Linked DNA regions of Tursiops truncatus: region 1 is linked to region 2. The links are chromatin contacts, called in public Hi-C maps. All regions are on one chromosome and are shown on one strand. The core of a region is the stretch at or near the end of the contact, and the rest is flanking DNA. Distances in the headings are between cores, read along the strand shown. Region 1 holds the start of RPS19BP1 (ribosomal protein S19 binding protein 1). Region 2 holds the start of TNRC6B (trinucleotide repeat containing adaptor 6B).

Evidence for each region. Hi-C and Micro-C count contacts between places; a contact is called where the count stands out from the background.
Region 1: a contact with region 2 is called in a Hi-C map of spleen, with 11 times the contacts expected there. The contact joins the promoter of RPS19BP1 here to the promoter of TNRC6B in region 2. A contact is called at or near these places in 2 of 2 Hi-C or Micro-C datasets (blood and spleen).

Annotation. Positions count from the first base shown.
Region 1 is chr11:8,998,266-9,001,917 of mTurTru1.mat.Y, reverse strand. RPS19BP1 (ribosomal protein S19 binding protein 1) reads right to left here and starts at 1,275. Exons shown (of 4, transcript XM_004324093.4): 1 at 1,120-1,275; 2 at 830-958. The coding sequence starts at 1,171.
Region 2 is chr11:8,588,949-8,592,845 of mTurTru1.mat.Y, reverse strand. TNRC6B (trinucleotide repeat containing adaptor 6B) reads left to right here and starts at 1,870. Exons shown (of 27, transcript XM_073788147.1): 1 at 1,870-2,465.

The DNA of each region.
Region 1 (3,652 bases), core at 26-2,525, 410 kb before region 2:
GACTCCCTCTGCCTCCATCCTCACAGCCAATTCACCACTGAAGCCATCAATGCCCCCTCCTCACCGCATCTTCCACCTGCACAATTCTCTCATCTCCGCACCATCACCACCGCCCAGGCCATAGCATCTTGAAGCAGTAGGTGGGATCAGGGCTCTGGAGACAATCTGCCTGGTTTCTACCTGTACTATCTGGGCAGGGGCCTGTTTCTGCTTCTGTAAAATGGAGGTAATGACAGTGCCGACCTCACAGGGTTGCTGGGAGCAATTACATGAGCAAACATTTGTACGAGGCTTAGAACAGCACCTGGCACACGGAGTATTAATTTTATTTAATGCTCCGTCTCTGACCCTCGTTCCCTGTATGTCACTTTGACCAGGCTTCTTTTTTTTCAAGATTTCAAAGGCAATAAACTTCTTTCTGACTCCGCATATGCCATTCTCTCTAGAATACTCTTCCCCCGGTTCACTCGTATACTTCCATCGGGTCTGGGCTTAACTGTTGCTTCCTCAGAGAAGCCCGATTTGGCCTTTCATTCTAAGTCCCTCTCAGAGCACCACAGTCTTAATGCATAGACCCTATCACAGCAACCATACGCTGATTTTGAAACTCTTCGATGCTTCTCTCCCTACTAGGGCTGTAGACCTTGCAGGGCGGGACAATGTGATTCGTTCACCTCCGTGTTCCCAGGGTCCCGCCCTACGCCCGTCGCACAGCAAGTATTCTAGAAACTCCTGGGTAACATTTCAAGCCCTCACTCTAGCGCCCCTTCCTCCCCGGCACCGCCCCCCGACCCCGGGAGCAGCGCGTCCAGCCCCTTCCCGAGCTCACCCAGCGCCGATTTGGGCACCTTTCCCTTGGCCGAGTTCCGCAGTTTCTGGGCCTGGGCCGCCTTTGCCTTCCGCGTCCGCTTCATCGGAGCCTCGCTCGTCTTGGTTTGGCCTGGCGCGTCCCTGGGGGCTGTAGGGGAAGAGAGGAACCGACTCGGTTCGGAGGGCGCTCAGGGTTCCCATTCACCGAGGCTAAGCCCGGTCTGGATCGTTCGCACCCTCGGGGCTCCTGCCTCCAGCCCCTGCCGCCTTCCCGCCCAGGCTAGACGTCTCTGGGAAGAAGCTCCTCACCCTCAGGCACCCCCAAAAGCTCCAAACCTCGCCGCAGCAAGGAAACCGACATAGCGGCGCTTAGCTCCGCCCACACGCCTCAACTACTTCCGCCTTGGCCGCCCTTGTCGTTTCGGTGGAAACGCGAGCTAGAACAAAAGGTTCCGCAATGGGCGGGCGGAAGTGCCCACCTTCCTTAGGACGCAGGCGTTAGGTTTATCACTGGGCGGGATCTGGAGGCGGGGCCAACGCGCCGAAGGACGCATTTGTCGTCCAATCGCAACCCCACCGACCCTTTGGGAGCCAGGCCCCGCCTTCTCCCGGAAGCCGTCCACCGCTAGCCCAGCCTGGTGGGTCAGTCCTATCGCGTCAGGCGTCTCCGTAGTGGGCGAGGCCGGGCTCGGGGCGGAGTGTTAGTATTCTCAATTTTTACGAAAAAGGGGAATGTATTTTTGGAAGTATTATACTTCAACCAGAGCAACATATCGCACAGATCTAGTTCGGCATGAGAATCCAGCTATCTTCCATTAGAGACATTTGCAAAAATGCAAAACAATATCAGTGTTTTCCCACTATTTCGTTTTGTTTTCATTAAAATATGTCACTTATGTTAATATGCGGGCTTGTTATTGTTGTTTTAAATGAATTAATAAGTATTTTTTAAAATTCTGTTTTAGTTTCTAACATGGTAACTCTTGTTAGTTACACATACAAAAGCTCTTTGGGATCCTGAATTTTTTTAAGAGTAAAGAGTTCTTAGACAAAATAGTTTGAGAACTTCTGGCTTAGAAATTAGTACTCTTCTTGCTGTGGGGAGGAAACCTGTCTTGTTCACTGCTCCATCTGCAGCTCCTAGCCCAGTACTTGGCATGCAGAAGGCACTCAATAAATCAGTGGTGAATGAGGGGGAACCACTGAATTCACCGTACAAACATGTTCTGAGATCCTTTTGTATACATGACACTGTAGAGTGTAGGACATGGAGGTGACTCAGTTGGTCCTTTGTGAATGAACCTCACTAACTCCGTCAGCTAGTCCAGGAGGGAAAAACCTAAACAGATGTTAATAATAACAGACATTGTGTCAAGGTGCTGTCTTAAGTGTTTCACATTTGTTAACTCACTTATACCACCACTGCCCTCCCCTCCTCTGGAGCAGGAACAACTGCTTCCCCCATTTTACAAATGAGGAAAGGGGCACAGAGAGGCCAAGGAAGCTGTCCAGGTCACAAGGTGGTGTCAGAGCTGGGAATCAAGACAGACAGCCTGGCCTGAGCAGTTATGCACTGCTCCCCAGTGCCACCCACCCAGGAGAGCATTGCAGGGGCGCTGGGTGGGAGTCAGGAGGACTCTGGAGGAGAAGAGGAGCCGGCCATGTGGGAGGGGAGTATCTCAGGCAGGAGGATCCTGTAGTGAGGGCATGTCCCTTGGGACAGGAGTGGCCCCAGAGGAGCAAGGAGGGCTGCATGGTTTCATTGGCATCAGGCTCCACGGATTTGCCCTGAGGGTTGTGAGGCCCCTGGAGCTCAGTGATGCTGTCAGACAGGCTCTCTCCTGCTTCTGAAATAGCCAGATTGTTTTTTAATTTCTTTTATTATCTTCATTTATTGTTTTTAATTTTTTTTGTTGTTGTTGTTGCACCGAGTCCTAGCTGTGGCAGGAGGGCTCCTTAGTTGTGGCATGCGAACTCTTAGTTGTGGTATGCATGTGGGATCTAGTTCCCTGAGCAGGGATCAAACCTGGGCCCCCTGAACGAGGAGCATGGAGTCTTAACCACTGCCCACAAAGGAAGTCCCACTCATTTATTGTTTATTGACTGTTTCCTCACCCATTCTCCACTGTAAACTCTACAAAGGCAGGGATCTTTCTTTGTTCACCAGCGCCTGGAACAGAGCCTGGCATACAGTAAGGGCTCCATAAATGCACGAATCAGATAGATGAAGGCAGAGATGTCCAGGTGGGATGAGTGAGTCCGCCCCTCAGGAGGGCAAAGGACCAAACTCCACCGTACCTCTTTCTCCTCCCGACCTGGGGTGGTCAGAACACGGTCCCCAGGGTGGAGGGACATTTTGTGTTCCAATGTCCCAGCGAAGCAGTAGATTCTTGCAGCGTCTCTGCCAAACTCTGGAGGGGCCGAGAGGCCACTCTGGCCACTAGGTGGCGCCGCAGGACAGCTTTCTCGCGCGGCGCGGCACCGTGATCTGGTCCGCCGCCGTCCAGGCTGGGGTGTCCGAGAGTGGGGTCTGTACGCCCCTCGACGTCAGCTGGCTCTTTGCGGCCAGCCCTGCGTGGCCCTGGCTTCCGGCTGTCCCTGCCCCGCGGCCTTCCAAGACTGAATGGGGAAGCTGAGGCAGAGCCACCAGGCTGGGCTGCCCAGCGGGGACATGAGGCTTTCTTCCGGAAAGGTGTGTACATGACAGCTGGGCACTCACTCGCTCAATCCCTTAATAGACAGTGCCTCAGTTTGTTCATCTGTTAAATGGGACTTAGCTCCGTAATAAAGTGGGTGTGAGGAGCAAGTAAGTTAATACGGGTAAAGCTCTTATTACCCGAAT
Region 2 (3,897 bases), core at 621-3,120:
CTGTGCAGCCTCTGTACCTTAGGAAAGTGCCAACTAGCTCCATAAATATTTACTGAATAATTATTTATTGGGGGAACCTTATATAATCAGAGCAATTCGAGACATACAAAAATGAAAAAGAAATCATTTGTTTTCAAGGAACTTTAAACTGAGTTGGGGAGACAGGTATGTCCAACAATTAAACTATAAAAACTAGTTTAAGGGTTAAAAATAGAGTTACAAACAACCAACTATGAAAATAAGGAAGTTTTGGGACACTGACCATTTCTCATTCTTTTTGTTTTCTGGTTCAGAATCCCCATATTGGAATGCTAGTATGGGGTATGTAGTTATAAGGATTCAGGTTCTTAGGACCTTTCTTAGAATTTGACTCATGAATTTTCTTCTGTCCTTCTGCTGGCAGTTGCCCTAGGAATACCTGCCATTTAATCTTAATTGATGTTTGTGAAACACTTATCTTCCTCTGCTGAAAGGCTATAAGTGTTGAGCACTATTACTGTGTTACAGTGGTTGTTTTATTATTAAAGCAGTGCCAATGCAGTTACACAACAGCTTGGATCAGGAGAGGAAACAAGGGCAGTGATCCCACTGAAGCTACAGGGGGTGGGGATTTGGGATGGTAAAATGTTAATTACCCGAGACGGAATGCAGGCTATAGTCCAGCACTGTGCTCCTGGAGATCATTTCAGTCCCAGAGCCTGGGGCCGGCTCTCTGGCAGTGGGTCCTAAGCATTCTGCCCTCCCCCGGCTGGAATGTTGGATTCACTTTGCTGAAAGCGGCCACAAAGAATCCAATGGCCACAAGCCAGGAGCACTTGTCTTGCGCAGCATCAGGGGCTACTCTGGAAGCTATCCAGGAGCCGAAGGGCTGTTCCGTTTGCATACAGTAAATTATTTATTTCTAAACCGATTTATTCTTTTTCTCTCTTTAGATTCTCTTCTTGTTTCTGCCTCTTGAGGACTCTCTCAAAAGAGAGTGAGCTGGAGATGGATGGGTGTGGGTCAGGAAAGTAGGCTTGAAACAGAAGGCTGGTAGAAGTGTCCATTTATTTATAAAGCCTAGAAAATGAACATAAAGGTAGATAGGCTTCTGGTCAGGAATCACCAAGACTGTTTAATTCAGGGTGGGGAGGAATGGGTGCTGGAGAAGAGGATGCAGTGGAGGCAATGACAGCCTATTCCATAGCTTTAGTCCCCAGCAATGTCACCTCCAGAAACTGAGGAATTTAGGTTCTGATTGAAAGCTTTTGAAGATGTTGGGTTAGCTGATTGGGTACGATTCTAGGCTAAGGGAAAGGCACTAAAGTACAGTGAAAAGAGCGAAAGCTCTGGAGTCAGACAGACCTGGGACCAAATGCTTGCCTACCAACTACATCCTATCTAGGTGACCTTGGGCAAATTTCCTAACCTCTCTGGAGCCTCAGTTTCCTAACTGTAAAATTTAGAGAACGTAAAACTCACAGGTTCAACCGATAGTCCTTGTAAAGAACTCTGCATGGTTGGCACAAAGCGGACATGCAATAAATGGTAATCGTTACTATCGTCAACCACAGGCCAAATGATGGGAGTCATTCAAACTCCCTAGCAAACAATTAACCACAGCACAGCGAATCCAGATCTGACCGACGCGCCTATTTGCCCAATAAGGTACCAGGAAAGAACTCAGTGGAGACAAACCAATGGCATTAGCCCTTGTTGTTGGACGGACTTGCTTGCTGTTCCACCAATAGTTTGAAGATTTGACTAGGGAGTGACACGCTGACAGTCCAATGATTCACAACGAGCCCACACTCAGCACTTCGGCGGGGATAAATCAAGGAGCCGGGACGTATAGATTCCGTTATTAGGCAGTACTGGACGGAGAGAGGAGCTTAGGGGAAACAGCGCGAGGGCGAGGCACTAATGAGCTAATAAAAGGAAAAAGACGATGGTTGCGCCAAGTGAGCTCGGCCGCCATCATGCTCTAGTTTCCCCTTCGCCTCTCCGAGTCCGCGACCGAGGAAAAGGTCTCTGGGATGCTGAGGGGGTGTGTCCCCGAATGATTGGCGCAGACAGCTCAGCCAATCGTAGCTCGTCAAACGGAACGCGTTTGACCAATGAGGGGCGACGGCAGCTGGGAGAAATTGGAGGGGCGGAACGGCAGCTTGACGGGCACAAAAGCCAGCCAGTGAGGGCCGGCAGCATCCTCCCTGCGGCCAATGGAGTGGGGCTCTGGGCGGGCCCCCGAGTGTTTGTGTTGTGGTTTTGGGGGAGGGAGGCGGAGGGGAAAGTTTGTTTATTTTGTTTTTAGTTTCTGGGGTCCCCGTGTTTCTCGGAGGTGAAGCGGGAGGGAGTGACCCCCCCCGAGCCCCTCAGTCCCTCTACTACGTCGCCTCCATAGCCTGCAGAGAAGCGGGGACCGCGCGCATCGCGGCGCATCGCCTCACAGCGGAACGCCGCGCACTCGGAGCCGGCACGGCTCAGTGGTAAGTGAGGACCGACGGCCACCGCCGCCCTTCCCCTCCCCCGCTCACCGCCCAGTCAGAGCTGGCCGGCCGGGTGGGCGAGGACGCCCGCGGGAGCGCGCGGCGCGGGGTCGGCCTGTCAAGCTGAGGCGCACCGTGTGCGTGTCCTCGCGAGTGAGCGCGCGCGGCGGGGAGAGGGCCGGAGGGGCGTGAGCGCGCGGGGTCGGCGGGGGTGGCGGCGTTGGGCGCGCGCCCCGCGGGGCGGGCGTCTGGTGGGTTTGACCCCGGGGCTGGGAGGGACGCGGGCGACATCCGCTCGCGGGGAAGGGGCGCCCCGAATGGCCGGGCCGGGACCGGCAGACGAGCGCGACTGCGGGCGTCACGCGCCGGCAGGTGTGAGCTGGGGGAGGGCTTCCGGGTGGGCTGGTCGAGTCGAGTTCGCTTCCCGTCGCTGGGGGACCTCGGGGCAGAGAGGGGTCCCCGCGGAGAGCCGAGGCCCGCGGAGGCGCGTCGGGGCCCCTGCCTGGCGGTGGCAGAGGGAGGCGGCAGGCCTCGGAGCCTCCCGGTCCCCACCTGTGTGCAGGACCTGCGTGACGGAGTGAATGCGTTCCCCTGCTGCCGCCCCCACCCCTCCCCCCAGAGCCTTGCGTGTGTGGCCACCTTCGAGAGGCGATTCAACCTCCTCGGGGAAAGGAGGGCGAGGGGAATATCAGCGGACGACCAGCCCGAAGTGTTTCCTGCATTCCCTGGTCCTGCGCCCTTTGGTTTCAAACTAGTGGGTTTCCACAGTGGGCTTAAATCCACTGTAGTGGCTGAAGACACCCAGTAAAGGTAGCCTCTTGTCAGGCTTCTTAAGGACCAGCACATGCTCAGTTCTTTGGGCACCGAGAACTAGTCTGGGTCTTTTCAGGCTGCTTGCTTTCTCATGTATCTTTTGGCTGTTTTATTACTTTTTAGCGTCTGTGCTGGAGGTTGAAGCGAGGGATAAGGTGAATTTCAAGTTGGCCATTTGCTTACAATATAAGCAAAATTATACAACAAAATTGGCCAGAGATGTTTCCCCATGGTCAGTGAGTAAAACGTCATTAATTACTGCCCCCCCCCCCCCGCGCCAGCAGTTAAGCAAACAGAAATGGGATGTATAGAAATCTTACATCTTAGCATTTTGTGCAGGTTTAACAATAGAGGCTATTTCCTTCGTAGTTGTGGGGAATTTCAGTAGGATGATAGTTTCCTATTGATTTGGAGAAGCATCTTGGCTTTGAAACTTTGTTTATTCTTTTGGTAGTGTTTTGTAAATGCCTTTTAAAAAGCAGAACTTTTAGAACATTGACAACTCTACACGTGTGCAGTGTCCCACTCGGTATGTAGTAGGAGAGATGTGAATGTAGTAGGTCCATACACTAAGGCAAGTATGCAGATCGCAAATCAGACTGGCTTGTTCCTCTTGGGA